Linked DNA regions of Arachis hypogaea: region 2 is linked to region 1. The links are chromatin contacts, called in public Hi-C maps. All regions are on one chromosome and are shown on one strand. The core of a region is the stretch at or near the end of the contact, and the rest is flanking DNA. Distances in the headings are between cores, read along the strand shown. Region 1 holds the start of LOC112771370 (ribokinase). Region 2 holds the start of LOC112769373.

Region 1 (6,436 bases), core at 188-2,687:
GAAAGATCTTGGTTCTCTCAGTTATTTTCTTGGTCTCGACGTCATATCCACAGATGATGGTATCTATCTCTCTGAAGCTAAGTATGCTTCGGATCTTCCTGCTCGAGCCGGTATTACAGATAGTCGCACTGAGTCTACTCCTCTTGAGCCTAATGTTCGTTTTACTCCTATGGATGACACTGTTTTGGATATCCTACTCTTTATCGGCAGTTAGTTAGAGGACTAGTCTACTTAACTATCACCCGACCGGACATTGCCTATCTGACTCATGTTCTTAGCCAATTCTTGTCAGCTCCTCGTACTACTCACTATGCGGCAGTTCTTCGCGTTCTTCGCTACATCAAAGGCACCCTATTTCATGGCCTTTATTTTATACATATTCATTGTTATCCCTTCAAGCATACTCTTACTGATTGGGCTGGTGATCCAACTGATCGTCGTTCTACTACTGGTTATTGTTTGTTTCTTGGCGACTCTCTCATTTCCTAGCGAGCTAAGAAGCAAACATTCACTGCTCGATCAAGCACAGAAGCTGAATACCGTACTCTTGCTGACACCACTGCTGAGGTTGTCTCGATTCGTTAGCTTCTCGAAGACTTGGGTGCATCGCAGTCGTTCCCCACTGATGTTTTTTGTGACAATCGCATTACTATTCAAGTTGCCCATAATGATGTGTTTCATGAACGCACTAAACACATTGAGATTGATTGTCACTTTGTTCCACAATGCATCCTTATTGATGCTGTTCGTCTCATCGCTGTTGGAACACTGGATCAGACTATTGATATCTTTACGAAGGCTCGTCATCCGACTCGTTTTCGGACTCTGGTATCTAAACTCAAGATGGTATCTTTAGCTCCCACTTGAGTTTGAGGGGGGCTATTAGAGAATAAATTAGAATCAATATTAGATCAATTAGTATCATTATATTTATATAGCATATATGTATATTAATTATAGAATTGTATACTTTCATTACTCTGATTCTTCCAACACTTATATATATCTCTTATACATTGTACTTTTTCACAACCTGAATAATACACTCTTTTATATTACTCTCTTGTTTCTAACAACATCAAAGCCCAATATTAAAAATATAAAAAAATTGTGTGCATACAAAAAATAGTTACTATGTGTATAATTTATTTTGATATATATTTATATTTTAATATATATTTTATACCTGTAACTAATTTAATAGTTAATTTATTGTGTATATAGTAATAAAAAAATCAATCCTTTTAAAGAAGTTAAAAATAAAGATATTATTAAATAAATTTTGTAACATTTACAATACAAATAAAACAAAAGAAAAATATTTTAAAAAATTGGTATTTACAAAAACCATTGGCTTAATTAATTCCCATTTTAGCTAAACTAATCCCAAGTGGATCCTAATCCTAGATAAAAGGTGGTCCAACAAAGTCACTTTCGCATAGGAAATAGCCACATCTATCTCGGTACCCATTGACTTTGTCGCATGTGTGCGCAAGAGAGAATACAGAAAAACTAGAGAAACCAACTACAATGAAGGGAATACACCTTTCACCACCACCAACACAAACCACGAACACAATCCAATTGCAAACCTTTCCCACCACTACCACCAACCCCAACCAAGTTCAATTCCTCCCATTCCAAACAAAGCATAACAACAAGAAGAAAAAACCCAAGACACCAATCCTATGTCTCTCTTCGACAAACCCATCCAAAATCCACCCACAACCGCCGCTCGTGGTGGTCGGTTCCGCGAATGCCGACATCTACGTGGAGATCGACAGGCTCCCAAAGGAAGGCGAAACACTGCCAGCTAAGACTGGGCAGACCCTCGCGGGCGGGAAGGGCGCAAACCAGGCAGCTTGCGGAGGGAAGCTGTCCTACCCGACGTACTTCGTCGGGCAGGTCGGGCAGGACTCGTATGGGAAGCTTGTGACCGAGGCGCTGAGGAGTGGTGGAGTGTGTCTTGATCACGTGACGACGATTAGTGGTGGAACCCCAACTGGGCATGCTGTTGTGATGCTGCAGTCTGATGGGCAGAACTCCATAATTGTTGTTGGTGGTGCGAATATGAGCTGCTGGCCTGAGATTCTTCCTCAGCATGATCTTGATGTTGTTAGGAACGCTGGCATTGTCTTGCTCCAGAGGGAAATCCCTGATGCTGTCAACATTCAGGTCGCAAAGGTTGGGTTTTCTCTTTCCAAGGCAATTGCATTTTGTGTTTCTTCCGTTCCCGTGGGGTTTCTATTTGAGTATGTGTGTGTTGTGAATCCGTACTGCTTCAGAAGCTAAAAGTGATTGAAAGAGATATGATTGGCATTCTTTTACAACATTGGCCTCGTTGTGCCTACTTATTGGTCAAATTTCATCAAAATTTCCCCTTTCTCATTTTCTTTCCTTAATCAAGTTTCTAGTTTGTGATTATCGCATTATGTATTATGATGTTATAAATACAGGCTGCAAGGAGTGCTGGTGTCCCAGTAATTTTTGACGCTGGGGGCATGGATTCTCCAATTCCACAAGAATTACTGAACTATGTTGATATTCTGAGCCCTAATGAAACTGAACTTGGTCGCCTTACAGGAATGGCAACTGAAAGCTTTGAAGATATTGCACAGGCTGCAGCTAAATGCCATAAATGGGTGAGTTCTGTATTACATTTGGGTCATCATGAAATGCTTTTTTGTATTACCTTTCTTGTATACCATTTTCATTGCCTATGGATCTTTTGAGAGGAGTATATTGTTTCAGTATCAATTTGAAAAACTGATCACTCTGTGCATTGATGTTATATGCGATGTTGGTTAACTAAGATATGCCATTATATATATTTTATCCCTTAATTGGGTGGCACACAGCAACTGTTTAATTTTATGGTTTTCATTACCCACCCTTATAATTTTCATGACTTAGATAAATAAATAAATAGAAGTTGTTCAATAACTGTTGAAGCTATTTAATTGCACTTGTCCTCTCAATATCTTGATTGTTTTTTTTATTCCAAGTTGTCTCAATTTCTCTTCATGTGTCTTTGTTGATTGCAAAATGCTGATTGATAGATGAATGACACTGTGGTTGCAATGGCATTATTTATGTCTGTGTGATTCTAGTTTGTATGCCATTAGTGTTCTTTATGTTTCTCTATTGTTAGGGAGTTAAGCAAGTCCTTGTGAAACTCGGGGAGAAAGGATCAGCACTTTTTATTGAAGGAGAAGAACCAATTCAGCAACCTGCCATATTTGCTAAGAAGGTTCTTGATACCACTGGGGCTGGTGATACTTTTACAGCTGCTTTTGCTGTTGCATTAGTTGAGGGCAAATCCAAAAAGGAATGCCTCAAATTTGCCGGTATGCTTTACCGTAGGCATTTCCCTTTTCTTTCTACAATTTTCCATTATGGAAGATGTGCCTAACTCTTGTGTGCCAATTTTGTGCAATAGCTGCCGCGGCTTCTCTTTGTGTTCAAGTGAAGGGGGCCATTCCCAGCATGCCTGATAGGAAATCTGTTCTGGAACTTCTTAACTATCATTGAGAATCTTGCATAAGACAAAAGGTGATTATTTTCATACTCACCCAGTCACCCTTCATTTGTACTTCTTATTTATTAGTCCGAAAAATTAAAAAATCCTCTTCTGATATCATTTAGTCAACGACATAATGTCAAGTTTTCAACTTACATAGGAAGTTCCTGGTGTTTGGATCTTAAATTGTCAGTGTTCATGATTCTTGGTTAATTATTATTTAAATGAGAAATGATAAATTCCCATCATTGGATCCTCCCAAATATGAAATATCCTTCCGATGTCTTGAAATCTTAAGAAGCAATAATCACTCTGTTTGAGAATTTTCAAATACACCTTTGGGGATCATTCCATTTATTGAAAAAGTTCTGTAGTTTAATGTTCAAAACTTGTTCTCTAAGGCCGCGATTATGATTTTTAATGTTAAGGGTGTTTGTGAGTTATGATTTTGAAAGCGACGAGGAAAGGGAGGGTTACTCTTCATACCCTTCCTTTCCATGCATGTGCTCTCGCATTAGAGGTGTGGTACCAGTGCTTGCATCGGAGAATCTTGTTATTTTTCTTTCATGTTATTGTTAATCAACTTAAACAAATTACAGTAAACATTGATGACGTTGAAACACAAAAGACAAAACTGATATCAATTGACACATATTCTTTGCAACCTTTGATCTGCCACAGGTTAGATTCATTACCAGAATCACCACTCATGACAAAGGGAAAGAAAGATCCCTGAAAGAGGACACAAGGAAAGCAGAATTTTTCGCCAAGTTTATGCCATTGAAATAAGGTTAAGCTACCCACTTAGGCTGAATAATCACTTCTGAGGTTAAAGAAAAAGTTTGGTTCATGGGGTTGTAACATACATGCAAAAAATCATTTTAATAAATTAGCTTGTTTAATTTTAAGGGGGAAAAGAAGACAAAAGGAAAAAGATCTCCTGGCTAATGTGATGAGTTTTCTGGCCAAAATGTTAGCTTGTTGGCTTTCTAGGATTTTCCTTAGGCTATATTTGGACTGATGGTACTCAGAGGAATAGAACAGAATTCAGCAAAATTTAATGAGTTTCTATTGTTTGGATTAATAATATATGATGGAATGAAAAGGTTGGTAATGAAGTAGATTTCACTTTGCTTCATTAAAAGATTCCGTTTATGATGCAATGAATGAAGTCTTTGATGAATGATGATCAAACAATGGATAAATGACTTTCAATAATTTTGGGGTTTATAATCATTTAAAAGGGGAATAAACTCCTACCCCGATTCCTGTCTATCTACACAAAGGATAATACTATCTTTAACAAATTAAATGAACAATATCCAAAGTTTACGCGAGTTGTAAATTATTGAGTGGTCAATATTCACATACAGAATAATAATATATAAGAAACAGAAAATAAGTATACTTGTTGGTAAAATCATATTTTATTTAAACAAAAAATAGTGAAACCCATATAATTTGTCATTCACTCTTACTCTCTTTTCTGTATACTTTTATTTTGAACGAGAATAGACACTTTATTGAGTATGCTTATTTTACAAAAGAAAACTTCTGTTGTTTTTGAATTCTAGACTTTTAAGAAAAAGAAATGTTGATACTGAGGATTGGGGTTGTCCAATCTATTTGACCAAAAAAAAAAAATAAATATTAAATTATTTGAACAAACACAAATGCGTTGGTCTTATGTTTTAAGTCAAACAAGTATTTTTTTTTTGTAATAACATTACGAGAATATAAATTTTTTAAAATTACGTCGATTTTATCTTAACATTATAGATTATGGCACAAAAGATTTATAAAATTAAATTACTTTTATAAAAAAGTCGTAGGGGACAAAAGTTTGTAAACCCCGCTAAATTAGTAAATAATTAGTCAATAAATTGAATTTTAGTAAGAAAAATTAGAAATGTAAATCTTATGTCAAAATAGGATAGAATTTGGCCCAAAATTGGGTCAAACGGGCCAAACCGATCGAACCGGACCCGAAAAGAGCCCAAGGCCCAATTAGGCCCAACCATACCTTACCAACACAGCTTCCCTTCCCCTCTCTAGCCTCATTCACGCTGGGAAACATTTAATGAGGAGGAAGAACACCTAAAGCTTCCAAACCCTCATTCAAATACTCCATTTGATATAACTTCTTCATCCCAACTCCGATCACCGCACCATTTACGGCTACGCGTTCACCGCGTTGAGCTCTACGATTTCATCAGAGTAATTTTTTTGGTAAGTCACTCTAACGCTCCAGCCTCTCTACCCCTTAATTTTCAAAAATTGGTGAGAATTCATGTTGAGAATTTGTGATTTTGGTTCTCTAGGTTCAAGTTTAGCTTGAGAAACTTGTGGGTCTTTGTTCAATCATGGCATAGACAAGGTGAGGACTTTCAAATTCTACAATTTCTTAGCCTATGTGAGGTGGGTATTGATTTTGGGTATGTATGTGATGTATATATGTATTAGGTCTATATATGTATAGGTTGGAGCTTGGATTGTAAGCCTTAGAATTTGGTGGAGGCTGATACATAAAAAATTAATTTCACGTAATTACCGGCAAGTATACCGGGTCGTATCAAGTAATAAAACTCACTTAGAGTGAGGTCGATCCCACGGAGATTGGTAGATTAAGCAACTTTAGTTAAATGGTAGATTTAGTTAAGCAAACATGGTTTTGAATTCATGAGATTTGATTTTTTTTTAATGTAATTACGGAAAGTTAAATGACAAGGAATTTAAAGAACTAGAATAAAGAAAAACAATGAAAGTAAATACTGAAACTTAAAATGCAAGAAACTTAAATGACATGAAAGATAAATTGCAAGAAAGTAAAGATTAGGGAATTGTAAAAAGCAGAAAAGGAAATTGCAAGAAATAGAGAAACAGAATGTAAATGACAAGAATAATAAATTGCAAGAA
Region 2 (7,197 bases), core at 1,323-3,822, 150 kb before region 1:
TTTATTATTATTATTATATATATATATATTAATTATAGATTAAATATATTTTAATATATTACACACTAAAAAAATATATGTTAGTAATTTAATATGTATAAATTATAATGTGTATTATAACATATTAATAATAAATAAAAAATAAATTTAAAAAACAATAAAAATTTATAAATATATAAATAATTGAAATATATAGGTTTAGATTAATGTAAAAAATTAATAACTATAAAAAAAATTTATTTTAATTTTTTCTATGACAACAATAATAATTGAATAGACTTTTTAAATAATAAAAATTATTATAATAAAATAAAAAAATAAATTTTTAGTAGATTATATGATTGTATATATTGAAAAAGAGAATGCTTCAAAATTTATTCTAAATAGAAAATTGATAATTTTAGTTATATGAAATATCGCAAAACAAATTTAAAAATACTAAAACTTAAAAGTATATAATTAAATATTAATTTTTATATAATATAATTATTAATTTTAACTTATATACTATAAATTATATTTTATTAATTTTTTATTATATTATATTTTAATTTATTTTATATTTAATTTGGTCCTCTTATCAAATTTTTGGATACGCCACCGCTCCTACCAGCTCCTCCCACTGTCGTCTTCCATGCTGGACTTCTAGAAACTAATACTGAATCTCCCTCATCACCATTACCACCACAATATCCCTTCCCCTCTTCATTCCCTCGACAACTTCTCCGAAATTATTGCTTCTGGGGTTCAAATCCAAGGCTCCCCGTGAAGAGAAACAGCTCCACTCGGAAGTCATCAAGCTTGGCCTTCAATCTGATCGCCATGTGCACACCTCAATTATTGCTATGTATGCTAAAGTTGGTGAATTGGGTGATGCAAGAATGGTGTTTGATGAAAGTCCTCTAAGAGATTATGTTTCTTTTACGGTTGTATGTCTTGGAGGTGAAGGATTGTGCTGGTGAGGAGGGGTCGTGCGCATTGGCGACGAAGATAGTCGCAAAGAAGCCATCCTGCCCAGCAGCGTTACACTCGTGCCAATTTCGCTGTTGTTCCTTCCCCACTCTGGCCTGATGCCTCCTCCCCTTCTCCGGTGTTCATCGATCTCTGCCTCCTGTGCAAAATAATACATAAAAAAAATACCTTGTCCAAAAACTTTTAATCAGTTTTGAATTAATTTAAACATTTGATTTTTTAATTTTTTGATATAATACTACAAAATATTTCAAATTTAATAATAATAACCATCACAAAATTATTATTTATAAAGTTGTCCCATTAGCACAAAAATCGCATAAATCATTAAGTAGCCAATCACATAAAACTAAATTTATAAGGATATTTATCGTTGGATTAAAAAACATATAAAGTCCAAAAGTTTCTCATTAAAAACGCTGCAAGCCAAATAATTTTGGCGTTTCGGTGCCACAAGCCCACCAAATCCGTGCCCTAAAGTGTATATAAATTTAGGTACATACTATACTATTTATATATACTTGCCTAACTTATTAAAAAGAGATAAAAATTAATATTTAAATTAAAAAATATAAAAATAAATAATTTTTTAATATTTAAAACTTACCATAAAAAATAAATTCGACAATTTTATCATTAAAATTATAAGTACCACAGAATTTGTCATAAATTTAATTATATTTCACTATTTTCTTTTGTTTGTGGTAAACATGGATACAGAAAGAAAGAAATTTCCTAATTTGCTTTTGTAGCCAATAAAATAAAGATTAAATTACACAGTTAGTCTTTATACTTTTAGTGAAATTATAAATTAGTTTTTACACTTTAAAAATTTATAATTAAATTCCTAAGGAGAATTAAAATTTGTAATTTAGTTTCTGCTATTTAAAAAATATTTGATTTAACAGAATATTCTTAGCATATTTTTTATTTTAAACATGTGAACTGCATATATTTGACAATATGGAGCAATTTGCAATTTTAGTGAAAGTATGAGAATCAACAGTGTAATTTAACCATTTGAAAATGACCAGAAACCTTCTAGGCTATCCGAACCCACCCCACCCTTCTCCAGCTCTCTCACTCACACTTTCTCAATTTCCAAAACGACACCCCAATTCCAGCGCTCTCTATAACACCCCAATTTTTCATAGAATTATTCTCAAAAATTCTGTGATGATAAAATTCGATAAATATCAGAAAATCATCTCATCATAAAATAATAAAATAGATTTAGGCTTAATAAGTAAAAAAAATAAATATGCCATAAAAAATAAAAACGTAAAATTAAAAACAGTACCAAACAGACTCCACCCTTTCATAAACAAACTAATTTTTCCTTCCTCCATTATAAAGCCATGGTTTTCTTTTTTTCCTTTTACCATATCTTTAATTATTCATTTGAATTAATTAAAGAAGAGCTTAGATACATCATTATAGCACATGATGGCACCTTTCTTCTCTCCTTGAACCGAATCAATTTCTTGTTTTTCAACTGAACTGATTTTCTTGTAACCAAACCATTAAGCTTTAACCATAGTTACACCCCTTGGGTTAATACCTAATGATCACTAACAGAGCATGTGTTGCTCCCTCCTTATATCAATCAACGTATCATCTTCACACCACCTCACTCCATTCTTCTTCTAATTATCAGACCTTTACTCTTAGTTCTCTACACTTCAACGCAAAACAAAAAGAAAGAATGCAAGAGAGGGAGCTGGCCGAGAGAGAGTAACGGAGTGGGAAGTGAAGTTGCTTCACTTTGATGATCTTCTCTAAACGAGTTATCAAAAACAAGAAAGGGCAAGCGAAAAGAGGTACCAACCGAATCCAGAAGACAGAAGCACTATTCTTCATCATTCTGATTCTTCGAAGCCTCCTTGCTGGGTGAAAACCAGCAACTCTTTCCCTTCTTCTTCTTCAAATTCAAAGAAAGAAATTCTTCCCCTTGTTCTATTTCTGCCATTCTAAATTCAATTTCTGCTAGTACAGTTATAACCGTAAGTAAAGGAGAAGTGAGAACTCTTCTCTTGCTCAAGCCTGATTCAGCCATTTGTCCTTGGGAGGAGTGACCGAATCTTCACTTTCGTGTGTCTAGGGTTCCTAATTCAAGGAAGAAGCAGAAATAAAATTTTGAACTTCAAAAGAGGTAAGGGTTAGAATGTCTAGAAGGATATGTTTGTGACTGATTGATGGTGCTGTTGGTGAATTGTGGGTTTGATAATGTTACTTGAGGTTTTATGTTGCTATGTGCAGAATTTACTTGAAGGCTAAAGGCCATGTTTTATGATTGAATTAGTTGGTAGTATGAGCTGTTGTGCTTGAGATGGATTTGGTTATAACTAAATCCACTTGAATGATGATGAATGATGATTTATTATGTGATTGAATGATAAAAAATGCATGTGAAAATTCTATTTTTAACATGATGCAGAAAAATGAATGTTCACTTATGTATAAGCACTTGAAAACTTGGAAAATATTGACTCTGGATTGTTAGGGCCGTGCTAATCACTCTAGCAACTTTGGTTAGTCACAAGAAAGATGGAATTATGGTTTTAGAGGAATTTTAGGCTTAAATATAAGATTTGGTATTTGAGGTTGTTGGAATTACTTGATGCAGAATTTCTGCATATTTGGTAGTGACTTAAAATAAATTCTGGGAACAGTCCAGACCACCATTTTGGATGAAATTATTTTTCTGTGAAACCTCGGTGTGTCTTGAATGTTCCATAAAAATTTCAAGGAATTTGGTCAAGTGGTTTAAAAGATATTAATTTTTGAAAAAAGTAGCTACTGCAGAATTTTTTTGGTTTTCTGGTTCTGCAGTGTCAATTTCAAACCACCGGAACTTTTGTTTTACTTAATATTTTAAGTTGCTTCTAAAGGAATTTTAAAGATCTGTAAGCTTTTTAAATTAGTACAAATTTCATGTCCATATCTATTTTTTAGCGTTAGTTATGTCTCTTGGAATCTAGGCTGTTTGCAAGAATTTCAGAACCAATTTAAAGAAAAAGAGCAGCCCTTCCAATTGACATTTAATTAACCAAACAAGGTGATATGAACCTGAAACTTGTTGATTCTGAAACCTAGGGGTGTTGAGTGTAATCTCACCAAAATTTAGAAGCAACGGATTAGAATTGAAATTATTATGGATTTTATAAAAACACTGCTATTTGTTGTTTTTCTGAATCCTTATAAGTGCAGTAGCAGAATTTTAAAACTTTGTATAAAATTCAATTCTAATCTAAATGCAGTAAAACTAACTCAAATTAAAGATTAGGATCTCTAGAATGACCTTACCAAGAGAGATAGTCCGTGCATAAGTTCTTTAGAAAAATATGATTCTTACTTCTTTAGAAACTTAAGTTTGATACGAACGCATGGACATAAAGTTTGCACGAATCTAAGTCTGTTTGTTATATTAATTATTAGATATAAGACTGGTCGCCAAAATGGTACTAGGCTAAACAAGTCAGGAAATGAACCAGAATGTAAGTTATTCCTAAGAAAGTTTAAAGTTAAGCGGTGAAGTGGAGGTATGTTTAGTTACATGGTGATGCGGAGGTATGTTTAGTTAAACGGTGATGCGGAGGTATGTTTAGTTACATGGTGATGCGGAGGCACAATGAAAAGAAAGAAAATGAGAACTAAGGAATGAAAAGGGTAATTATTCATGAGAATTGTATGTTTGAATGGGCCTTTGTACCAAATTGCTAATGCGAGAGTGCTCGCCTAACTGATAGCCTAAGGTTGCTAATGCGGGAATGTTCGCCTAACTGATAGCACTGTTTTTTATTGTGATGCACATTGAAATGTTATTATGAAGAGGCCTAACTGACATGGGTAACCGTGATGCCAATGTATCCTAATTGACATGGGTTCGTCCATGATAATATTGATGTGTCTGACTGACACAGCAAGAAACCATATTCGGGGTTCACTCTTAGTAATGTCGGGTTGCGGGTAGACAACCGACGCATGAACTCATGGCCTGCGCTAGGAACAGACATGCATCATAAATTGTTTGTGCATTTGATTGTGATTGTTTACTGTTCATTCTTTCTGCTACATGCTATCTGCTTCTTGTTAATTTTCTATTCTCTGATTCTTATTTGTGTTTCAAAGTTGTATAATTACAATTTCTCCAAAACTTAGATTAAGATAGTAAAACTAGGAATAATAGCCATAGAGAATAGCATAAGGAGCGGCATTAACCCAAACGGAAGATGCCAAGATAGAGTTATGTCAGAGCCGCGGTACGGAAGTAGCCGAGAGACTTAGCGAGCGAGTTGTTATGATAGAGCCGAAACTCTAGGTTTCACGAGAGAGATGTGTTTTCACGATGTCACCTTACTGGGAACCATATAGGTTCTCACCCCTTCCTTTTCTTTTTCCCCCACAGATGGAAGATCCATACTTGGTTGCCGCAATCGGAGTCATATTTAGAGAAGCTCCGGAGGAGCATATGATTCCAAACCCTACAGGAGGTGCTCGAGACTAGTCCTGAGATGATGTTCCGCAGACTTGCGCTTCAGCAGTGGTATGATATAGGATAGACGGTCTTTGTTTTCTTATAATCTTCTTTCCCTCACTTTTGTAGCTTTTCTATATGAACCAGGTATCTAGGAAGTTGTCAGTTGTAAATACGTCTATATATATATGTCAAGTTTGTGTGAACTAACTTGCGATGTATATATGCATGAGAGTTTCTGTAATCTTGTTGCCAATTTAATGTTGCTGTTAGTTTGGTATTTATTTTATGTTGTATATCTCTGATGATGCTTTTAGTTGCTGCTAACAGGTTTATTAAGAAAAGCATATGATAAAAATAGCTAACATATACGATTTTGTTAGTACGAAAGGCTCATATGTAGATATTATCGAGTCTAGAGTTTTATAATATTACTAGGAAGTGACACCTAATGACTGGCAGTGTTCCGGACCTGAAAATTGGGTCGTTACACTCTCCGTCTCTCACCTCAGTTCACTATCGCCGCGCCGGATCCACCGTATTTGTGCTCACGAGTTGGGTCTCGCCTCCTTCCTCCATATCGCCTCTCTCATCTGGCGACTTTTTCTTCTCTTTCAATTCCAACACTGAACACTGATAAATAGAAGTGAACATTTTCAATCCCAAACATGCTCAAAGCGAACAATTCAATGTCTAAGAAGAAAATAGCAACAAATCAACATAAAAATAACAGCTCAATTTATCAGTAGATCTGGCGCAACGACGGAGGTGAGAGGCACGGCGATGGTGAGCTGAGGTGAGAGACAGAGAGCGCTGGGTTGGGGTGCTATTTTGGAAAGTGGGAAAGTGAGAGTAAGAGAATTGGGGAGGGTCGGGGTGAGTTTTGATAGCCTAGGGAGTTTTTGGTCATTTTCAAATGGGTGAATTACACGGTTGGTCTCCATACTTTCACTAAAATTGCAAATTAGTTCTTATTGTCAAACATGTACAGCTCACATGTTTAAAATAGAGAATATATTGAGAATATTCTGTTAAATCAAACGCTTTTTGAATGGTATAGATTAAATTGCAAATTTTAATTCTCTTTAAAAAGCCAATTATAAACTTTTAAAGTTTAAAGACTAATTTACAATTTCACTTAAAAGTATAGAAGCCGAGACCAACCGTGTAATTTACCCTTAAATAAAATCAGTAAATCACAACTATAAAAGCCCGTCCCCTTTCCCATTCTTCCCTGTATCGAAGACGAGGTCTCACTTCTGGCACTGCTTCCTCTCTCGCAAGTACCTCCCTCACCTGGTTCCCGTCACTCTTTGCACTGCCTCCTCCCTTGCCATTCGGAACCGCTTCATTCGCCGTCCTGCTTCTGCTTCTACAGATTTTCTTCTCTCCTTCTCGCGAATTTGCTGGTTTTGTTCTTTTTTTTTTAAAAAAAAAAATTGTTAAAATCATCTTGCATTCACCATTCCCTGTTCTTCCTTGTGCTAAATCGTGTGATTTTCTCCTTGATTGAATTGTTAACATCGTTGAGAATTGCATGAGGAAAACGTGTTTGATTTTGGAATGTGAAATGCCAAATCACAAAATTATTCAATATATTTGGTTTTAATCTGAAATGCTAAATGGACTCTCCCAATCATTTTGGAACGTTAGCGGAAATTGATGAATTTATTAAAACCAGTTTCAGTTTGTATGCAGCACACTCCTCCTTTTTTGGTATAAACTGAAATGACAATATAGGAATCTTA

Evidence for each region. Hi-C and Micro-C count contacts between places; a contact is called where the count stands out from the background.
Region 2: a Hi-C map of leaf shows a contact between it and region 1, with 5 times the contacts expected there. The contact joins the promoter of LOC112769373 here to the promoter of LOC112771370 in region 1. A contact is called at or near these places in 2 of 8 Hi-C or Micro-C datasets (leaf and an unstated tissue).

What each region holds. Positions count from the first base shown.
Region 1 is chr18:38,888,584-38,895,019 of arahy.Tifrunner.gnm2.J5K5, reverse strand. LOC112771370 (ribokinase) reads left to right here and starts at 1,437. Exons shown (of 5, transcript XM_025816097.3): 1 at 1,437-2,184; 2 at 2,457-2,642; 3 at 3,152-3,347; 4 at 3,440-3,552; 5 at 4,202-4,576. The coding sequence starts at 1,531. The coding sequence ends at 3,531. It overlaps LOC140181537 (a long non-coding RNA gene), which reads left to right and starts at 5,574. Exons shown (of 3, transcript XR_011876271.1): 1 at 5,574-5,749; 2 at 5,842-5,897.
Region 2 is chr18:39,043,159-39,050,355 of arahy.Tifrunner.gnm2.J5K5, reverse strand. LOC112769373 reads left to right here and starts at 2,572. Exons shown (of 4, transcript XM_072223935.1): 1 at 2,572-3,124.